2 separate regions of the Mus musculus genome follow, and region 1 is linked to region 2. Evidence: chromatin contacts called from public promoter capture Hi-C data. All regions are on one chromosome and are shown on one strand. Each heading gives the region's core, a stretch centred on a gene start, on an enhancer-like site or on the middle of the called end of the contact. The rest is flanking DNA. Distances are from core to core; before and after follow the strand shown. Region 1 holds the start of Rab11fip2 (RAB11 family interacting protein 2 (class I)). Region 2 holds the start of Trub1 (TruB pseudouridine (psi) synthase family member 1).

Region 1 (6,015 bases), core at 1,663-4,162, 2.5 Mb before region 2:
ATAATGCATGCTAAAGCATTAACACGCTGGACCCAGTGGACTATTTAAATACTGAGTGTTCATAATTGTCCTACAGGAGAGCCACAAGATGCGAGCTTAGAGATGTGGATGTTCAATGGGAAAGCCTTCCAACGTGCTAGGAATAAACTCCCTTGTGGAGCTGTCTTGAAAGGCGCAGTACCTGCTGTTTTCATCCATGGAATCTTGTGAGCTGTGCATGTGGTGGACAATTGTGATCACTTTAACTTTCTGGTCAAATTTTTCTCACCGAATCAAGTGTTTACAATATAAAATCAGAATTCTCAACCTTTTCCTCCTCTAAAATATGTCCTTTACCCCCACTGCCTTGTTTTTAGAATTGCATTAAAGATTTCTGGACATATCATTACTAATAACAAAAAAGAAAAAGAAATTTAAAAATAAGTAGCTGTCTTCCATTTTGGGGTTTTCTGTATTCACTCATATGATCTTCCCAACTTTAAAAATAACTACACATACACTTTAAAAGTGGTAAAAATCATTTTTAAAACTTACAAAAACCTGAACACTTTAGTAGAGCACTTTGATCTCAGGTCTTATATAAATATTATTTTTTCATATGAGCCAATCATATTCTTGGCTTAGCCGACATGCTTTTATATTCTGAATGTAGTGATGCAATAAAAAGGAATCACTCTAGGAAATTGCTTCTTTTTTATAATGCAATTCTAGACTTTCTTTGGCTCTTATGGTTTGTGTGTTCATTTGGTTCCCATGAGCAAAAAGATGCTATTTTCTTATTCAGACTTAAAACTATTATGTCACGAATTCCTATCTTGCTACTCAGCAATATTAAACAATTTTGGCTCTAGCTAAGTTTTGAAAAAACTCAAATGTAGGTGTGATAAAAGAGAGGACAATATCAATTGTCAGTGCTTGAATTTAGAGCATTTTCTGCATTGTGTTGGAGCCTGTTATTGCGTTGCTGTGGACTGCTGTAGCCAACTTCCACCCTAGAAATGGCTGCATTTCAACAATGAGGGGAATGATACTTGTAAACAAGTTTATAACCATTAATAAAGCTTAGCAAACACTGTAAGTGCTTTAAAAACACAATCCATTATTATAATTGCCTATTGTTTAATTACAACCTCTAATAGAAATGTGAAACCTTTGAAATGCAGTTTATAAAACTAGGCTTAAATTGGATGTCAAAACACTTATTTTGTTTCTCTACAAGTTTCAGGTGTCATATTATTTCTCTCTAGAGATGCTGGTGAAATTCCACCACTGACTGCTCCAATGTACTCTTTACAAATCCCTGAAAATATTTTTTCTTTAGAGTTGACAACTGCCCGCTCTGGGATCCAGATGCTATGTGCACAGTGAGATGATTTTGTTCTGCTTTGCACACATGGCCTTTTCAAACACTGTCTCCCCGGGATGGAAACTCAGCTCTCCCCGGGATGGAAACTCAGCTTGTATAACAGAAGTTCTAAAACTTGCCCGATAATAATAAACCCAATACCTTACAGTTTATGACCATTTTAAGTTGGATAAAGCACATTCCTATCTATCATATTTATTCTCAAAATTAGTCCCATAAAGGGAGAAAAGCATTTAGTCAGTCAACAGATTGGTTAGCATGTCTGTTTAATGCTTAGTTCTCTAAAGTCCTTCAGGGATGTCTAATCTTTTGACATTGCTTGGAGAGCTGTTGTCTGTCTGCAAAGTTCTCCCTGAAGAAAAGCACAATGCAGTTAAATACTCTCATAGCATTTAAGGTTGGGTTTGGCCTCATTCATAGCTATTGTTGGCCGCAGGTTGGATGTGCTGCCAGGAAGTGCAGTCCAAAGAGCTTCAGAATTTTCCTAGGCAGACATGGACAGAAATAAAGTCAACAGAGGTAGTATGCATCTCCTGAGACTGAAAAGCAGAGACAGTACTCCTGTCCTCTCTGGCCATGAAGTTGGGGTTTGGATTCCTGGAGGACTTGACAGTGAGCGCTCAGGGAATGCTTTTGACTTGGACGCCATACACACAACTTAGAAAGGGGGAAAAAAGACTAAATAGTTCCGTAGAATTATGGTGGCAGGCATGGGGGCCTGGTCTTCTGACGCCATCCCAAAGCGTCTATGATCTTTATTAAGCAAGGGAATCTTTATTAAGCAAGAGAATCTTTATTAAGCTTTGGAATCTATCTGCATCCTTTGCTTTTGGTCTGTGCTCAGGAGGAGGTCCCTTTAGTCAGTTGAAGGTTTCCTCTTCAAGACGATGGAGAACGGTTGGACGAAGTCTGAACTGTCACTCAAGAAGAACTACCACCATTAAAGGACACCAGCGCCCAGCTAGGACTGAACACACAGCTGGAACAGATTTCTGCCTTCCAAGATGGAAACCGGTTCTCTCCCAATAGCGGGCGGTGTATAGGGCCCAGTGCCGCCTCCCAGAACCCCTTGTCGGCCTCTGCGGGCTCACAGTTCCCCAGCCCGCTGCAACCGACAGGTTGGAACCTCAGCACCCACCGTCCAGCGCGCGCATCCCAGCCTCCGCGTCCCGCACCGCGCGCCCCGTCGTCAAGGCAACCAGGGAGGCGCTGACCCCCAACCCCGCCCGGCCCCGCCCCTCGCGCAGCCCCACTCAACATGGAGACGGCCAACCCGGAAGTGGCGCGGCCGCCGCGCGCCGGGCGCTAGGAGCCGCGGGTTGCTGGCCAGGCCTCACCCGGTGACACCGCCCGGCCTCGGTTTGCCACCCGCGCTCCGCGTCCCTCCGACACCGGTCCAGGTCGGCCGCTTCCGCCCCGCTCGCCCAGGCCTGCGCCACTCTTGGGGGGGAGGAGCCGAGGCGAGGCCGCGCGGGCGGGCGGAGGGAGCCAGGCCCCACGGCCGTCGACGGTTCGTATCAGCCGGGTCGGAGGAGGAGCCGGGCCGCGCGGGGCGGAGGCCGGGCCCTAGGGGCGCAGGTTTCAGGATAGCGGCGAAGCGGGGCGCGGGGCTGCGCGCGGAGGCCCGGAAGGCGCGGAGGTGATGTGGGCCCCTGTGCTTCTACGGAAGAAAGGGACCCCAGCAGCGGCGGCGGCCTCCCTACCGGTCCTCCTGACAGCAGCCCTTAGGGACCTCGCGGCAGCCCTGACTGCCCAGCTCACTGAAGTGCTCTTAAGGATGCAGTGATCAGGGTACGGGGCTCTCCCCGCGGGAGGGGCTCTGCCTGCGCTTCTGAACTCTGCGCAGAGAAAACAAAACAACAACAACAAAAAACAAAACCGAAAAACAAAACAAAACAAAAAACCCAGAATGATGCTGTCTGAGCAAGCCCAAAAGTGGTTTCCAACCCACGTGCAGGTCACAGTGCTCCAAGCTAAAGATCTGAAGCCAAAAGGCAAAAGTGGTACCAATGACACATACACCATAATTCAGTTGGGCAAAGAGAAGTATTCTACATCTGTAGCAGAGAAAACCCTGGAGCCGGTCTGGAAGGAGGAGGCCTCCTTTGAGCTGCCTGGGTTGCTCATGCAGGGTAGTCCGGAGAAATACATTCTTTTTCTTATAGTGATGCACAGGTCCCTGGTGGGACTGGATAAGTTTTTAGGGCAGGTGGCAATCAATCTCAATGACATCTTTGAGGACAAACAAAGAAGGAAAACAGAGTAAGTTATATAATTTATTTTGAATTTTGGGTACTTAAAGATATATGGATTTACTGTTCTTGAACATAGTATATTTGAGGCATTGGTCTTTGGGATTGAAATAGGATCCAGTATTAAGCACTTCTCTTTGCATGACTTTGAAGGGAAATAGCCTTTACTCTGATTTTTTTTTTAATGGAGTGATTAGTAAACCATTTTTTTTTCTCATTTCTGTGTGAGGTTAAGAGCTCTTAGTGGAATATTTTGCACTGGGTTTTAATACTTTTTATAAGAGGCCTAGAGCATGAACTAGAAAACCAGAAAATTAAATATATGCGTACCATTAGGTCTATGTTTGTTGAGCACTGTTAAAAAAATAAATTACTAGTAAAGGGTGTCAAAAGATAAGTTACTAGGTTTAGAACTCTTTATTTCAGCATTGGAAACAGTTGGCCTTATTTTTGCTCCACCAGTTTTCAGGGTCAGTACTTCTTGATAGGGTAGAAAGTTGTTAAAAGAACAAAAGTTTTGGAAGTCTGCACAGACATCTTCAGTCTTGAGCCCACTGACATTTTCCCTTTGAATTTACAGTATAGTGGAGCTATTGTTTACTGAAGAATTAGTTCAGCAAAGCTGTTGTGTAAGATCAGAGACAGTGATTACAGTCTTGTGATGCAGTGATTTAATGACTTCTTCGATGAAAACATGGCTTTTGAAATTGAACTTTCTAGCCTAAGTTAGATATACTTAATTTAAGAAATCAAAATTCAAATCAACACTAGGATGTTATGTGCTAAGTTGAAACAAGTAGCATCTTTGGAAAGGTAGGTCTGCTGTCCTGCTTTTAGCTTACATGCTTGTACACGCTTACCTTACACGCAGAGCTTGTAATGGGCCTGAAGGCTCATTGAGATGGCTGGAGTTTGTGAAAAGAGGGCTGAGGGAACTCATCAGAGGACTGCACTTTTCCCAAGTAGCTTAAAAAAAAAAAAGAACAAAACCCAGTCCTGATGCATGTTCATCTACCTACCCTTTAGAGCACTATTTTTGCAATGATAACTTTAAGCTCACATTAATTTCTTACAAGTATAGTGATCTTTTATCTGTCTTTATTTCCTTTGTAAAACCTGCCAGCAAACTTCATTTAATAAGAATTGTTTTTGTTTTGAATAAAGTCTTTACCTAAGATTTAGTGTATGTAAGAAAAAATACTAGAAATGCAAGAAGAAAAAAAATAGGTAAATATTCAATGAGGATGGGGGGAGGAGAAGAAGTTTAAGTTGTATATTTAATGATTTTTAAATTTCCTGATACTTAATAGCATGTTATTTCTTCTGAGGGATTCTTCATCAGATTTAAAATGAAAAAATGAATAATAACCAAATAATTTGTCCCAAATTGTCACTATGAAATGATCTAGTGTATACCCTTTAAAGTGTTTTGACTGTGAGGTTTTGAGCATCTACAGTTTCAAAATTTTTTGCCGTGCTTTAAAAAGTGCTTTTAATATTAATGGTAATATACTGCAGACCACTCGAACGTAAATTCCCAAATTTAAGTAGGCCCAAGTGTAGATCCAAAGATGCTGAGAACGAAGTAGCCCTTTAAAAATTTCTTGTTTTATTTCCGCCTTTGGCAGCTTTGCAGTTACAATAAACTAGACCATGAACAATACTCTAACAGTGTAGTCTGTCTATAAAATCAAGGACAGCTTTTGGAAGGGAGATGCTTTGAAATGCTATCAACAGGGTTTGCGATGTTACTGCACACAAAGAGATTTTCATGTTATTAAACCCTTATTGTTTTGTGCGGGTGACTAAATGGGAACTGTGTATTTGATGAGGTATCTTTATTGGTAATATTTCTAGATTTTTAATATATTTAATAGCTTCCTTTTTCCAACCCAGCTGCACATGTGGCACAGTAAGAGACAGACTTGAGCCACCAGTGTATTAAAAGAAAGGTATTTAATATGCTGCGCATTGCTAGCCCTTGTCAGCATATTCCCAAGTGTTTTTTGGAAAAGTGGAATGAGTGATGAAGGCTACCAGCTGATTGAGATGTCCTACGAAACTGCTGGGTGTGAAGCTTTGTATTTTTGACAGTGAAAACGACAAGTGTTTACATCAAGTTGTGTCATAAGAGGCAAAAAGTATCATGCTTAAAACTATTATTTTAACCTATTTTCTACTTTGAATATATGTGTGTGTGTGTGTGTGTGTGTGTGTAATATATATAATTTTATTATTTCTTTTTAAAGGAGGGGTTTGGGGAGGCCCCAAGCCAAATCCTTTGAGCACAAAGAGAACTTTTGCATTAGCCTTCTTTAATAGATGTCTGGGTTGGTTCTGGCATGAGATTTAAGCAAATAACACAGTGTTTAATAATAGAATGGGAAAATCATTGAT
Region 2 (5,636 bases), core at 1,485-3,984:
TACGGAATCGACCAATCACAGGCATTGGGGAAGCTCGCTTAGCTAATATGAATACAGAATCGACCAATCACAGGCACTGGGGAAGCCTGAGTTCGCTAATAGGGAATACGGAATTACCCAGTCACAGGCACTGGGGAAACTCGCTTAGCTAATATGAATACGGAATTGACCAATCACAGACACTTCCCCAGTGGGAAGCTCGCTTAGCTAATATGAATACAGAATCGACCAATCACAGGCACTGGGGAAGTCTGAGTTCGCTAATAGGGAATACGGAATCACCCAATCACAGGCACTGGGCTAGGAAGCTCGCTTAGCTAATATGAATACGGAATCACAGGCACTGTTAGGAGAGGAAGACTTCAGCATATCAGTGGGTGCTCTGCAGAAACCAGCCTAGTGACAGCCTTGAAGCAATCAGTCCCAACAAAGTGCAACCAAGAAACTTCAGCGTTTTGATGCTATGAAAAGCTTCTTTAAGAACCGTAATCTTTGGTACAAAAAGCCAGTTTACTAACAAATCAGGACAAACGAAAGCAACATATCTGTGAAAGAAAAAAACAACAAACAAACAAATACCCCATCACAATGATTCCTTTTGATGCAAGTCCTCAGTTCAATGTCCCCTAAAATCCGATGCGCTAGTGTCATTAACGCTGTAATAAAATACCCTCAAAAGGTAACTCACGAGAGTCTATTTTAGCTCAGAATTCCAGCTTACTCTCTACCACATCCACAGTCAGGATGAGATGAGAACGAAGGCTCACACACTTGTGTCCAGCTCCAGTTCTCACACAGTTCAAATGCCCTGTCTAGGGGAGGGTGCCACCCACAGCAGGCCGCGTCTTCCTCTCTCAATGAGCTTAATTAAAACAATCCCTCACAGACATGGCCACAAGCCAACCCAATATAGATGTTCCCTATCCCTTACTGAAACTGGGAATTCTAGATGATATTGGGGTGGCAATCAAAGTTAGCCACCACACTTAACGATGAGCACAAATGAGCAAGTATAACACCATTGTTTAGCATCCGGAAGAATGTGTGTATCTGTTCAATAAACATTTAAATTAGCAAAGTTTTTATCAGAATAGTTTGGCTCCTGGCTAAAAGAGAAAATTTAAATCAGAATGGAGGTGCCCATCTGTAAGTCTCACATTCAGGAGCTCAGGCAGGAGGATCACTGAGTTGAGCTCAAGGCAAACCTATCTCAAAACAAACAAACAAAACTAGATTAAGTCTTCCAGGTGACACTGAGCACTGTGAGAGGTTTCTCTGTACCTGTAACAAGACAAGCTAAGCTGAAGCTCTGGAGAATCTGGAACTGCAGAGATCACAAGACTGTAAGCCGACTTAAGGGAAGAGGCGGCCACTGTTCATCCTATGTCCCTATAGGATTCCACAGATGCAGCTTAACATGAGAATCCAGTAAAAGAAAGGCTCCGTGGGGACTGTTCACAGGGTAAAGTGCTCGCCAAGCAATAGTGAGGACCAGAGCTTGGATCTCCAGCACCCCTATAAACACGAGGGTGACACTGAATGCTACCCTGATTCCTAGCCAGTTGTCCCTAAAACAAGCTGAGTAGGCAGACTTGCCTAATTGGCAGGATCTAGGTTCAAGTGAGGTACTCTGGCTCAATACACAAGATGGAAAGCCATGTCTGAAGATGGCCAACATCACCTCTCACCTACAAACACACACTCACACTGCATACACATTCACACGCAAAACAAAACTAAAGGGTTTTGGCTTTTTAATGCTCCTGTTATAAATGATCAAGAGGAAGAATGGTTAGAAAAATGGCCATCTTCTATTTTAATGTTCCTCAAAAAATACTACATTAAAAAAAGAAGAAGAAAGAAAGCACAATCTGAAGCAATAGAGCACAATTTCCAAAATAATCCCAGATCTTCAGACTTTCAGGGTCTGCAAGTGTGGGGATCAGGAACCTGCATTTGTATAGAAGACGAATCACCGTGCCCACTAAAAGGTGAAAGTGGTGTCCTTTCTAAATCCTAGCTAACTCAGCCTATGTGCTTTTCAAATAAACTTTTAAGTTTGCAACTTAGGGGTAGAGAGCCTGCATTTCCTCTGGTGGTACTCATTCGCAAGAGTTAAACAAAAACCCTGGGAGGGATCAAACTACAGAAAACTGGGCTGCAGCCACCAGGGTGAAAACCTGTATATGCAGACTGGTCCCCCAACTCTACACGTACTTCCCGTGAGAAGCTCAAAGGGCCACTGTTGAAAGAGTGTGCACTTGGGTAAGTCCAAGCCTAAGATGCCCTGGGTTTTCGTCCAGAGTTAATTCGGTGGTCACTCTTTCTATCTTGAGCCACAGACGCACAAAGTAAGTCAGTAAGTAAAAGAAGAAAGACTAGAGATAAAAATCCCAGTGTGGTGGAGAACTCCTCAGCCTGGTCCCTACCCGGGCGGCAGTACCTGCCAGCAGCTTCTCCTTCAGCCGGTTCAGCAGCTCGGCTGAAGTGGGCCCTTTGGGCTTGTGCACGGCGAACACGCCGCTCAGCGACATGAGCTTAGCAGCCAGGGCGGCCTTGGAGGCCGGGGCTTGCGATTCAGTCCTGGCCGCTTCCGCCACCGATGCTGCTACAGAGGCCTCGGCTGTTCCTGAAGTGTCAGGAGCTGTGTCCACAATCAGAGGTGAAACCACCTCTGCCTCTGCAGCTGCCATGCTTTCACGGCCTGGGCCAAGAGGCGAGCAGAGATGACACCGATGTGTTGCAAGGCCTTCTGGGAATTGTAGTCCATAGGCTCGGTATAGGCCAATGGCTTGCTCTGGCATCTCGGAGTTCTGCTGGAACCTTTAATATCTCTGTTACCAAATGCTCTTAGTCGTGAAGAGGTACATTGGAGTTGCCGCTGTAAACTATCCAACGCAAACACCTAATTTGTGTATTTGAGGTAGAGTCACTTCCTTTCTGTACCGCCCCCCCATAACCTGCATGTGTGTGTGTGTGTGTGTGTGTGTGTATGAATTTTGAATTTTTGACTGCAGTTTTTGACAGTTCTAAAAAAAATGTTAATGTTCTTTTGGAGTTTCTATTCCTTTATAGGAATCAAAAACTATATATGGTTGATCCATTCGTGGTGGTGCATGAAGGGCTCTCTAACAGGCATGGCAAACATGGCACCAACAGGCTTTACTCTTCTTCCCCTTTTCCTTCTCCCCTGCTAAACTGTAGGTTACATTCCTAAAGCTAGCCCCAAGGTCCATTCAGTTATTTGGCCACTGTCTCATTCCTGAGACAAAACATCAAGGACCAACAATCAAAATTCATTGTTTGACTAATGTGTCCGATCAGGATTTACCAACTCACTCTAGCATAAATTCCCCCTAGCCCCCTACAGTGAATGCCTTTAATCCCAGCATTTAGAAGTCAGAGGCAGGTGGATTTCTGTGAGTTCCGGGCCACCCAGGGTAACATACTGAGACCTTATCTCAACAAACAAACAAGTAAAACCCAAAACAACAAAAACGCCTATGGTTTAAATTAATATTTAAACTCTTTGCAGACCTCGCATTAGGCTGTCCCTCTAAGAGAGGAAAAAAAAATCCTTTTACTTCTTCCCCAAATGCATTAAATGGAAGTGTGGTTATTATGGGATAGCCACTTTGTCTTCTTTGTTTCCCCACATTGCCTTACAGCCATTCTTTCTCATAGTGCTCTGCCAGGCTAACATTCTTCCCTAATGATGCCTCATTGCCTAATGATCCCAGTCAGGGGATGCCAGTTACACGTCTACCATTCACGCAACAAATGTATGTCAGAGGAATCATTACAGATAGAGTATTCTGGGCATTAGAAAAATCAAGCTCTAATTTCCTAAAGTAGCCAACATCTTACACATTGGACAAGCCTTTAACTCACAGGTCATTTTATTTAATATTATATTTCAGACTGACTAAGACAGTCTGCCATCTCTCCTTCCCTCTCCCCCACCCCCACCATATCTCTTTTCTGCTACCCTCTAATCTATGTTCTCTGTTCTCTAACTGTGTGGTGATTTGGATAGGAATGGTCCCCACAGCCTCATAGATTTGAATGCTTTTTCATTAAGGGAGTGGTGCTACTTGACAAAGATTAGGAGCTATGGCCTTGTTGGACTAAGTGTGTCACTGGGGTGGGTTTGGAGGGGTTTCAAATGCTCAAGCCAGTCTCCTAGTCTTTCTCCCTCCTCTCCCTCTTCCCCTCCCCCTCTCCTCCTCTTCCCCTCTTCCTCTTCCTCTCCCCCTCTCCCTCCCTCTCCCTCTCTCCCCTCCTCCTCTTCCCCTCTCCCTCATCTCTCTCCTCTCCTCTCCTCTCCTCTCCTCTCCTCTCCTCTCCTCTCCCTTTCCCTCACTCTCCCTCTCCCCCTCCCCCTCTTCTCCTCTTCTCCTCTTCTCCTCTCCTCTCCTCTCCTCTCCTCTCCTCTCCCTTTCCCTCACTCTCCCCCTCACTCTCTCCCTCACTCTCTCCCTCACTTCCTCCCTCCCTCCCGCCTGCTAATCTGGATGTAGACTCTCAGCTCTTTCTCCAGCACCATATCTGCCTGCATGCAGCTATACTTCCCACCATGATGATAATGGACTAAACCTCTGAACTGTAAACTAGCCCCAATGAAATGTTTTCTTTACAAGAGTTGCTGTGGTCATGGTATCTCTTCAGAGCAACAAAGCACTGATTAAGACAGTCTGCTTCTAATAAAGCATTTCACATTGTTGGCTTAAACTTTCTATTTTGACCCAGTCTCCAAAACCCTCTGGATGAAGTGACCCACTTGTAGAACATAGCACCTCCTTTCCCTCTCTCTTGACAACACTTTCCTATCTCCATGGAAGCTCATGTTCCTGCTTAATTTTTTTCCATGGCACCGCCTCAACTGACATATTACATACTTTACTAATTTTGTTAATGTCTGACCTCCTTTGTTACAATATAAGCTTCATGAGTACAAGAATCCTTTGTTAATTTCAGCCTCCAGGGCCTGGGATAGCATCAGATACAGTGCTCGATCAACGTTTTGAACACAAATGTATCTGACAGCTCCCATAGAAACCTCTGCAAAGGGAGAGTAGGGACAATCTCCCTGAGAGTGGAAGTCTAGCATGTAAAAAAATAGATATGTGTTACAAATGTAGCTTGCCATACATGTGTTCAAATGCCTTTATCTCTTTTAACATGTGTGGAGCTTAGGGGAAAAAAAAACTACCTGTGTCATCTAAGAAGGCTCTTTCTACTGGATGTGGTGACACACTTTTAATCCCTGTACTCAAGAGAGGCAAAGGAAGTTAGTTCTTTGTGGATACAGGCTAGCCTGGTCTACAAAGGGAGTTCCAAGGCAGTCGGGATATACAATGAGGCGTTGTGTAGTGGTCTGGATGAGATGTCTCCCACAGGTTCAGATTTTTGAATACATGGTCTCTAGTTGGTGGCTGTTTGGGTAGGCTTCAGAAGTGTGGCCTTGCTGGAGGAGGCATGTCACTAGGGACAAGCTCTGAGATGAAAAGCCTTGCATAATTCTCAGACTTCACTCTGCCTTCTGCTTGTGGTTCAAGAGCCTAGCTCTGACTCCCTGGTCCAGCCTGCTGCTTGCCCCTAGCTTCCCATACCTTTCTAAGGTATAAATATGTGTA

What was found. Promoter capture Hi-C pulls out the DNA fragments that hold promoters and counts their contacts.
Region 1: a contact with region 2 is called in a promoter capture Hi-C map of liver, with 5 times the contacts expected there. The contact joins the promoter of Rab11fip2 here to the promoter of Trub1 in region 2.

Annotation. Positions count from the first base shown.
Region 1 is chr19:59,940,261-59,946,275 of GRCm38.p6, reverse strand. Rab11fip2 (RAB11 family interacting protein 2 (class I)) reads left to right here and starts at 2,912. Exons shown (of 6, transcript NM_001033172.3): 1 at 2,912-3,628. The coding sequence starts at 3,276.
Region 2 is chr19:57,450,004-57,455,639 of GRCm38.p6, reverse strand. It overlaps Trub1 (TruB pseudouridine (psi) synthase family member 1), which reads right to left and starts at 2,734. Exons shown (of 8, transcript NM_028115.3): 1 at 2,444-2,734. The coding sequence starts at 2,693.